Linked DNA regions of Mus musculus: region 2 is linked to region 1. The links are chromatin contacts, called in public promoter capture Hi-C maps. All regions are on one chromosome and are shown on one strand. Each heading gives the region's core, a stretch centred on a gene start, on an enhancer-like site or on the middle of the called end of the contact. The rest is flanking DNA. Distances are from core to core; before and after follow the strand shown. Region 1 holds the start of Dnaja4 (DnaJ heat shock protein family (Hsp40) member A4). Region 2 holds the start of Hykk (hydroxylysine kinase 1).

Region 1 (5,276 bases), core at 1,210-3,709:
GTCTGTTTCTTCTGACCTTGTTACTCAGCCAGCCAACAAACATTTTAGCATCTATAGGGCATTGCTAGAATCATTCATGCCTTTAAGTGGAACAGGCATCAGACCACTAAGAGTCATCACGATAAGATAAGGTTGAAGGCTAGTTATGCAGTCTGTGGTCAGGGGTGACCTCTGCCAAGATGGCTTAGTTTAAAAACAAACAAAAAACAAAAAACAAACAAAAAAACTAGAGAAAATGGGTCACCCCTTCATGGAAAGTAGGGAGGGAAGTGTATTTGTGACAGTGGGTTCACATTGCCCTCCTCCCAGCAAAGAAAGAGGGACCTGCCACATCTTACTTTATAAAAGAATTAGTTATGTGATACTACCTTGGGTACCTGGCTGGAAATAAATATTAGTTTAAAAGAAGGGCAAATAACCTGCCCAGGCAGGTGTGTAGGTGGTGAGAACTACATGCTGTGCGAAGAGGGCAAATAAAATCTGCTCTTAAAGCTTGGCCACAGCAAAAGCACTCTCATTTCAGATGGGAAGCAAACAGCAGGGACCACCTCTTGGTGACTGTGGTGTGACATGAGACCAGAGGGGAAGGCTTTCCCCCAAGTTGCCTTCTGAAACAGAAGACAAGTGAGAAGCCTTGAGGCTATCCTTAAAGAAGTGTCTGCAGGATGGAGAGATGGAGGGATGGAGAAATGGCTGTTCTTTCAGAGGACCAAGGTTTGATTCCTAGCACCAATGTAACAACCATCTGTAACTTAAGTTCCAGAGGATTCAACACCTTCTTCTGGCCTCCAAGGGCACCAGGCAGGCATGTGGTACACAAAGATATATCCAGGCAAAATACCCATACACACAAAAATATCAAAAAAGGTCAGCGATCTGTAACTGAACTGAACAAGTCTGTGAATCACCAACACAACACAGAAAGCTGGTGACTTAAAAAGCTACAGTAAGCCACCTAAATATAGACGAGAAGGGACACAAATGGGTATAATGGTCTTTACAGGGAGGCATTCTAAACTTGTGACAGCCACATTCATTCGGCACATGTGGCTAAATATAAATATTCTATCATTGCTGCCACAGCCAACCTTCAGCAGTCTGCCTGCTCCAGCTTGGAATTACTAATGCAGACAGGTATTTTGATCCGAGTGTCATTTCCCCAGGTCTAAATGCTAGACAGGGTGATCAGCGGCTCCAAAAGTGATCCAGGTGTGACTGCTATGCGCTCCCACCATGGCGCTGGCTCCCCAGATTCATCTGGGGCAGCCAAAGTGGGTTTTTTGTTTGGTTTCCTTGGGGGTTTGTTTTGTTTTCTTAAACGACAAGAAGTGAAACAGACTAGCTAGCCAACTCTCCTTGCAATGGCTGGTACTTTGAGTCTCCTATTCAGGTGGGCCATTTCCGCTTTGGGAACAAAATGAAGAATGCCTTATTTCTGTAAACAGGATGGAAAAGGTTCAAATTAGGACACCAGTTGCAGAGCACTTCAGCCTATTATCTGTCAGTACTTATGGTCAACCGTGGGTCATTTGTCACAGGAAACCTGGAGTTCTCACTATAAGCAGATGTGTCGGGTTACAGACTTCTGCACCCCTGATTAATAACGACAAAAAAAGTGATGATTCCGTGTCTGAAAACTGTATCAGGCAGGAGGTGGCCCTCACAGATCATATCCACTCAGTCCCTCTCAAGAGGGACGCTGGGTTTGTCTAAGGTACAAGTCAGATCACAGGAACTCATCCCTAGGGCTTATGCAACACGCGGAACAGAAACACAATATTTCGCTGCCGGGGGGGGTCCCCAACAAGCACATAGCTTCTGTTCACCGGTGCCAGGGTTTCTGGTTTGCCGGTGTCTTCTCCCACAGGAATGCCAGGGCTGCCTCAGAGAGCTGTGCTCCCAGAGGTCAGCACGGATCCCCGTCAGGGTCCTCACAGCCCGGAAGCAGGGGCTCCAGAAACACTTGTAGAGCGAACGAAGGTGCGGATGGCTGCTGGCACTGGCGCCCCGCACCTAGCCTTGCTAGGTGCCCCCGACTGACTGCGCCCCGCGGCCTCCCTCGGGCTGGCGCGGCTCCTGGAGAGAGCCTCTGCGTCGCCTTCAATAATTCACAGCCCGGGTCCTCCCGTAACCCCGACACCCCGCGGGGCCCCGCACCTTCTCGCCCTCATCCGGGTTCTTGTCCGGGTGGTACTTGAGCGCCAGCTTCCGATAGGCCTTCTTGATCTCCTCCGGGGACGCGCTGGGCTTCACCCCCAGGATGTCATAGTACTGGGTCTCCTTCACCATCTTGTCTCTGCGGGGTGGGGCGGACGAAGCGGGTCAGCGCGCCCCCGACGCCCCCGGCCCGTGCCCCCGACGCCGGCCTGCGCGTCACCGTCTCGGTCGCGGCCGCTTCCCGGGGCTCCGTCCCGAGCGTGAGCCCGGGACCCAGTTGCGCTCCCGGCACCGCCGCACTCGAGCCGCCGGTACCTCCGCCGCCGGCTTTTATTCGGCGCCGGCGGAAGGTTCCGCCAGGAGGCGTGACGCCACATAGGCCCAGAACGTTCGCGGAGGTTCCGGCGGCTCCGGGGCTCGGTCCTCCGGCCGGGCGCGCGCGCTCACCCGTTCTCTTCTGAAGTCTGCTCCTCTGGCTGGCCGTCCGACTCCCCGGAGCTCCAGTTCTGACTGCCGCCACGGGCCATGTTGGGGTGCTCGGGGGTGGGGGGCTTCGGCGTGGAGGTTTCGGGCTTCGTGGTGGAAGTCGTTCGCTGCCGATTGTCACGCCGCCCCGAGGCCGTCCCCTTGCCCTTGCGTGGGTCCGCGGGGTTGGGTCGCTCTGGGATCCGATGGCCTGCAGGAGGGCCTCGTGTGCGCGAACCCTGGGCAGAGGAGAGCTTGGACTGGGAGGTCAGCGGACGCGCGGACCCCACCCGGCCTCTGCCTCGGGGTGTGGCCCCCTTCTGTTCGGTCACTGCGGGGGTGTGCTCTGGGGTCTGCCTTGGATTGTTGCATTTTGGGGGGTGTTGGAGTGAATGGCTGCCTTCTGTGGTGGCGTCGAGATCCTGCGGTGGCTGGTTCCCCCTAGGCATCTTGAAGGCTGGGTGACCATTAGCCTTTGAAGATGTGAACAGTGGCCTTTAGGTGGCCTGAGTTTGGACACTGGCCTCTCTATTGCCCACAGCTGGAAACCTCATAAGTACCCCAAGGGTGAGGAGTGACGTTTCCCAGCTGTGAGCAGTGATGACGTCTATCACCTGTGAACAGTGACATTATTTCCAAGTCTTTCAAGGATGAGCAGTGATCTCTCTTTTTTTTCAGGAGTGGGAATCCCCACCCCACCCCCACCCCCATACACACACATATCAATGCACAAATGGGCCAAGGCAGAGCCATCGAACCAGTATTGCAGCTCTACCGGGCACTGAAGCCTACAAGACCAGGCGGTCCAATCTTCTACTTCTCTAGGCTGCTTTCAACGGATGCCACGATTAAGACTACTCAAAACATGTGGGTGTGGACTTGCTGCTGCAGCGCTATCAGAATACTGCAGACCCTTCTGGCCTACTTAGGCTTCTCGTGGTGCAACACTTTATCCAGGAGAGGAAGCCACCCTGGCCAGCTCCCTGGAGTCCACTGGCCTGGGTTTTGATCTGGTGGCTGAAGCTCCTCTTTCATGCGCGCAATAGGGATACAAACGACTTAATACCCATGAGAAATTAAGCCAAGCCGCTAGCTTCTTTTCCGGGGAACATGAGAATCCACTTTCTGGATCTTGCTCCTATAGAACAGTCACTTTTGGGCAGATTCAGGACAGGAGGTCAGGAATTTGTGACTCCATTTTCCTGTGTCTTCTCTACACAAATCTCTGCCGTCGGGCTTATTTCTCCACTTCTGGGACATGATCACTGTCAAGTGCCCATCTTTCTCTCAGGACATCTGCAAAGATCAAAGAGAATGATAGCTATAAAGCTCCTGACAAGAACCTGGCTTGCTCACTTAGAAACATTTTTTTTTCTTTTCTTTTTTCCCCCGTTTTGTTGCCTTTGAAACAAGGTCTTGCAACATAGCTTTGACTGCCCTTAAACTTAGGATCCTCCTGCCCCAGGCTCCCAAATGCTGGGATTATAGATGGGAGGCATTGCAGTTAGCTCATCTGAAAACTTCTAAAACTCCAGGCTACACCCCAGTTACTACAGAGCTTCCAGGTAGAGTGCAGGCCCCTGTCAAGTGGGTCTAGTGTTGGAACTAGAGGTAAGAACACAGCACAGCTTCACGGCTCTACCCAGATTCAGTTCTGTGGACCAGTGGCATTGGTAGGAGGGGCATGGGAGAAAGATGGCTCAGGTGTGGTTAGAGCCTAGAAACAGAGTTCTCAGTTTATTGGCTAGTTAAACTTGGGTTCTTAGCCTTCCAAATGTTGTTACAGGTGTGTACTGTTGTGCGTCACCCAGCATAGTATTACTGACTGATGGGTTTTCTGTCTTTCTGTCTTTCTTTCTTTCTTTCTTTTTTTTTTTTTATGGACAAGGTTTCATTCTGCATTCTTGACTGTCCTAGAACTCACTCTATAGACCTTGAACTCACAGAGATCCACATGTCTTAGACTCTCAAGTGCTATATTTAAAGGCTTGAATTTTTAAAGAAAAATCTTTACACCTTAGCTAAACATGGATAAAAAATTCCCTTTACCAACCTTTACACTGTTCCTCTGAGCATTTTCCAGTCTAGGTCTGTAAAAGCTGTATATCTAAGATGACCCTCACCTCCCTTAAAATCCCTACCTGAAATGCTCAGGCCTGCCAAAGAACTGACTGTTCTGGCCCACATCTGGGATTAGGGCCTCTGGCTCCAAGTCTTCTTCAGAGGGTGGACTTGACTGATCGCTGCAGGCTCACAGTGCACATAGTAGCCAGTCTTGTTTACACCAACCACACCTTTAAAATTTCTTCCTCCCAGACCATGTATAAGCCCTTCCTATCCTTCTCCCTCTGCCCTCATGCTTTCTGTAAACATCCAGGTTCTTTTATGCAAGTAGAAGTTGAAATCTCTTCATATGGAACTCTTGGCAAAATTTTTTACTGACCAAAATCTGTCCTCACCAGTTCTATAAGTGTTAGCTTTGTTTCTCTTGTTTTTGTTTGTCTTTCAGTTCCAAGAATAACAATGAACACTCTGATCCTCCTGCTTCCACATCTGTCTTTGACAATGACTTTGATGACTTGATCTGTCTAGAATTTTACCTATGAGGATTTGAGGCTGCACATCTCTTATCAGTTACATGTTTATCTTCATGG
Region 2 (5,276 bases), core at 981-3,480, 220 kb before region 1:
GGTCAGAGAAGCACTTTGTTATATTATCTAATCCAATCTTTTCTCTCGTCTGCCAACTTTACAGAGAAACATAGGTCCAAAGACATTAAGAGATGTGTCCAAAACTAATATTCAGTTCCACTGAGACCTCAGCTCTGAGGGCTTGGAAGATGGCACACTTCGGATGGTGGCCAATGTGTAAGTATGGAAACTGGAGTTTGGAACTATAGCAACCACGGGAATGCCAGGCTTAGCGGCACATGCCTACAATTCCGAGTTGTATTCTTTTATGTTTGTTTTCGGTTTTTGAGTAGCATGGGCTGGACTTAAACGTATTAGATAGCCTTCAATTTCTGATCCTCCTGCCTCTACCTCCCATGTACCACCATGCTTGGCTTATTTGGCGCTAGGGATCAAACTCGGGACCTCGCGCATGTTAGGCAAGGTCTCTACGAAGTAAAACATGTGCCCAACCAAGCTGTTGTATTCTTGACAAACACTTCTCATGTTTACCTTCTGACCACAGTATTTGCTTTCAGAAGCCAATTAAGCCCTTCAGGTGTTGACACTAAACTTATGATCACAAAGACTAAACAGGGCTTCAAAAGAATCTTTGCACCTGAAACTTCTGGAAACTGATACATCCTGTTACACTGCTTTTGGCTCTAAGACTTTACAAGGAATTTTAAACATTCCTTCTGAATATATTTATAGAATAAGGCTAGTGCTCAGGATGTAATGTGAACTGAAACCCTAACTCCAAGATGAAATCCTCTCAGGTCTGAAAGAATTTAAGGGTATTAAAAACAACAGTGAGCTTGATAGGGATTTGACAGGGAGCTGGGTGTGGTAGCTCACATCTGCTATCCTGCCAATCCAGAGACAGGACAATAAGATTGCTGCTAGTTGAAGGTCAGTCCAGACTACCTATTGAGTTCCAAGCTAGCCCCGGCTACTGTGAGAGACTTTGTCTCAAAAAGAAAAAGCTATTAAAATTGAAGACTGTTGAAGGCAATTGGTGAAGGCCAATCTCCAGAAAACATCCCCATGTCCTTAAAGGGGGCTTGTTAATTATCTCTTTGAAGAGTCCTATTTGTTAAAGCAAAGTCCTGTTTACAAAGTACTGTTGGCAGGTCTGGTCACAGGACAACCTGGTACCAAACAGTTACTGAGCTGTGAAAAGTCCTAGCACCAGCTGGGCAGCCAACCTCCGTAACTTTAGCCACACTGCCTCTAAAAGAGTTCAACGAAGAATTTTGAGCCTTTTTGCTGAATATAGAAAGAACTCCACAACCTGAAAAAAAAGGACACACATTGAAACATGCTACTGAAAGCAAATACACATAAAGAAAAAACTTAAAAAATAAAAATAGAACAACAGAGACATCCATTTTCATCAAATGCGCCCCATGTGTGGAGAGAGTGGAGAGCGAATCGAAATCTATATAGATGTTAGTATACTTCTTGTCAACAATATTTAGAGCCGGAAACAAACAAACAAACAAACAAACAAAAACAACCTCAAACAGTAAGGACTTCTAAGCAGGAGGTTTGCACCAGACTCCATAATTTTTCGCTGCATGAGAGGGGAATGGAGAGGGAGTGGATCTTACACTCTGCACTTGGTGAAAAGTACACAAGAATAAAATAATAATAATACATAAACTAGTCTTTCCTCTCACCTTCTCCTAAAGTGTTACAAAGTCTTTGTGACTTCTGCCTTAGCACTTTCTCCACGTCTGTCTTCGACGACCCCTCTGCTGTGAGCTTCCAGGCTTGGGAAGCAGGCAGTGATGTTCCCTGCACTTATTTCGTGAGTTGCCTCCACTCACAGCTCACGGGCTGCAGGAACTCTACACTCCAAGGGCGATTGGAAGCAAGACTCACTTCCAGGGGGTCTTGCTGAGGAGCGAAAGACGCCGATGGGAGGGAGGTGGCCCACAACCCGTTCCCGGCCTGTCTCAGGTCCAGAGGAGCCTTAGGATGGCTTCCACCCCCAAACCATGCAGGCCCGCGGAGGGTGGGACCCTCAAAACTGCGCACTGAAATCTCAGCAGGGCTGGGGCTGGGCAGTGACCTGCCGCGTCAGCACGCAGTGAGTTTGAGGAGCGCAAGGGTTGCAGGAGCCCGCCGCCGCTTCTCGGGGATGTCCCCTCAGAGAGACCCTTGACTCGCTTCAGTCTCTTCCACCTCCTCTCACGCACAGCGACCGGACGTCCTGAGGCCGATTGCTCTCTCCCCTCAGTCAGCTAGTGGTTGCGGTGCAGGAGGTGGGGCCGGACCCGCCGCCGCTGCGAGCCCCGCCTTCCTATTGGCTCCTCCCACATCCCTCCGCCCAGTCAGTACACACTACTGACAGTTCTGGCCCAACCCTCTCCATCCCACCAATAGAGTTCAGAGATCTGGCTTCTGATTGGCTGTCTGGAATCCGACAACCTTGTCAATCTCGGCTCTCTAGTCAAAACTCGTTTCTGATTGGCTCTCAAGTAGCCAATTAGTAGGCCTTGGGGTTTGAGTGGTATCTGTCAATTCTCACCAGGTTGGCTTAGTCCTGGCAGCGACTTGGAGCACAAGTCTGTCAGCAAGCTGCCAGGAGAGATAGCATCTTGCCTTTCTTTCCTCACTCCATCCAGCTCTTTCTAGAAGAGAGTATCCTGAAGGCCATCTTCATAGAGGTTGACTAGAGGTTCATTCTCCCCAGAAAGGAATCCTGGTTCTGAAACTACAAGGATCGGTCCCTCTCTGTGAGGAAATGGGGCTCGCTGTCTTTGTACTAGCATGTCCCAATCTGAAAAGGCTTCATTTATTAAACAGACCTACACTGTCTGTGCTGGCGGGAACTGAAGTCTAAAGGGCATAGACCCTTACTTAACCAGACCGTGCTTACCAACTCCCAGTTCAGGATCTAGGCGGTAGCACCAGTTTTTAAGCGGGGTAACGAAGTACAATAGAGAGAGAGAGAGAAAGAAAGCAGCATCCTCAGGCAGCTTGTAGGGTCTCAAAGCCCATGCCAACAGCGACTCGTTTCCTCCAAGGCCACACCCACTCCAGAAAGGCCACACCTCCAAATAGTGCCACTCCCTGGGTCAAGCATATTCAAACCACCACACTAAGCCACATAGCTGGATGCCTTCCTCCAGCTAAGCAGGACCTTTTTGATAGACCAGAGCACTCCCTGCTGGAAGAGTCCTGTACACCTGTCACTCAGGTTTGCAATTTGCTCTCCTTATGTTATGGTGCTGTATGCATATCTCACTTGTTTTTTCTTGTTCTGGCATACTCATGGGTGCTATCGTTACTCTGATGATGATGATGAATGATTGTTGTTGTTGTTGTTTCCGAGACAGGGTTTCTCTGTATAGCCGTGGCTGTCCTGGAACTCACTTTGTAGACCAGGCTGGACTCGAACTCAGAAATCTGCCTGCCTCTGCCTCCCAAGTGCTGGGATTATTAACTCGGATAGTCTCTCCAATCCCCGTCAACACCTATCGTAATGAGAAATTTCCTTTGCCCCCTTTAGAAATATGTTTATCTGTTTTTCTTTTTCTTTGTGTGGGATGGGGGAAGGTGGGGAGGTTCGAGACAGAATTTCTCTGTGTAGCCCTGGCTGTCCAGGAACTCCATCTGAAGCCCAGGCCAGCCTTGAACACCTGCTTCTGCCTCTGGAGTGCTGGGATTGAAGGCATGCCTCACCATTGCCTAGCACATTTCTTTTCTAATCTTCAAATAGGGACGACCTTTCTGCACTTTCTGATGTTGGCGACTGTGACTTGAGTCTCCTGTAACCATGTTTGCTTTCTGAGGCCTCTCTGCAGTGTCTGAATTCGCTACACCTTCTCTCACTTTCCTACTGCTACTGATCCGTTTTCTTTCTCCTCACGGCCTGGGGAAAAAAAGATGAGAATGAGGATTGAATGCTGAAATTGTGAAAACTGAAGGCACAGGACAACAGACGTCACAATTGCCTTCTTTGGTTTGTACCTGCTTCCATTTCCCTGTACATTCTGCTTGCATGTGTGTGCCCACACATGTATGTGCACACACACTGGTGAAGAGGATTTTCCATCTTTTCCAGTACCTGATCTGTGCTTTTCCCCTTGAGACAGGGCCTCTCATTTGGAGTTAATTTTTTCAGTTGGGTTGGCAGTGAGAAAGCTCCAGTGATCCTTCTGTCCCTGACTCAGCACTGGGGTGGCAGAAATGTACACAGAAATTAATTTGGCTGTTTTTTTCATGGGTTCTTTGGATCTGAACTCAGGTCTTTATGTCTGGGCAGCAAGTACTCTTACCCACTGAGCCATTTCCTCAGACATCCCTGGACACTTTTTGGAACTATATTGCACAGTATAGTGATGGGTGTGTAATGCTAGCACTTAAGAGGTTGAAGCAGAGCAGGGCAGTGGTGGCGCATAACTTTAATCCCAGCACTCGGGTTGAAGCAGAGCAGGGCAGTGGTGGCGCATAACTTTAATCCCAGCACTCGGGAGGCAGAGGCAGAGGCAGAGGCAGAGGCAGAGGCAGAGGCAGAGGCAGAGGCAGAGGCAGAGGCAGAGGCAGAGGCAGAGGCAGAGGCAGAGAGGCAGAGAGGCAGAGGCAGGCAGATTTTTGAGTTTGAGGCCAGCCTGGTCTACAGAGTGAGTTCCAGGACAGCCAGGGATACTCAGAGAAACCCTGTCTCAAAAAAACCAAAAAAAAAAAAAAAAAAAAAAGAGGTTGAAGCAGGATTCTGAGTACATAAGGAAACCCTATCACAAAGGAGAGAAAACAAAAGGCTTTCTGCAACTTGCTATTTTTACTTTAAGTAGACATGTTCCCACTTATCTTCCTACATAAACTTTATACAGGTTAAGTTTTAGGTCTAGACTGTCTGATGTAGACCAGGCTGGACTCATCATCCTATCACCACCTTCAAGTGCTGAGATATGTGTACAACACCTTGCCCAGCTTGTGTACTTCAAATTCTTTAGGATGAACTGTTCTTTGAAGGTTCCTAACGTGTGGTGCCAAACCATTTTTCCCTCTCAACGTTGGATATATATATATATATAAAATGTGAAACAAAAACAATTTGCAGAGATTAAATACACGATCCTGTATTGAGTAGAGCTCAGTGTCAGAGCTCAGTATATACTAACTCCTTGTTCAACCTCAACATAAAATGTGTTCTAGAAAATGTGATCTTGTAGTTTTAAAAAACTATTAAAAATATTTTTGTGTAAGCATGTGTGCATGGGGAGGAACACATGCCACATCATACCTATGTGGTCAGAGACAGCTTTGTGGAGTGAGTTCTTTCC

The links. Capture Hi-C pulls out chosen DNA fragments and counts their contacts.
Region 2: a contact with region 1 is called in a promoter capture Hi-C map of adipose tissue. The contact joins the promoter of Hykk here to the promoter of Dnaja4 in region 1. A contact is called at or near these places in 6 of 39 promoter capture datasets (the C10 cell line, embryonic stem cells, liver and 2 more), 3 of 115 datasets of contacts at active chromatin or transcription factors (embryonic stem cells and memory CD8 T cells) and 3 of 9 other capture datasets (adipose tissue, liver and pancreatic islet).

Annotation. Positions count from the first base shown.
Region 1 is chr9:54,696,742-54,702,017 of GRCm38.p6, reverse strand. It overlaps Dnaja4 (DnaJ heat shock protein family (Hsp40) member A4), which reads right to left and starts at 2,459. Exons shown (of 7, transcript NM_021422.4): 1 at 2,158-2,459. The coding sequence starts at 2,289. It overlaps Gm46113 (a long non-coding RNA gene), which reads left to right and starts at 3,298. Exons shown (of 2, transcript XR_001779175.2): 1 at 3,298-4,233; 2 at 5,132-5,276.
Region 2 is chr9:54,914,244-54,919,519 of GRCm38.p6, reverse strand. Hykk (hydroxylysine kinase 1) reads right to left here and starts at 2,230. Exons shown (of 5, transcript NM_177351.4): 1 at 1,662-2,230.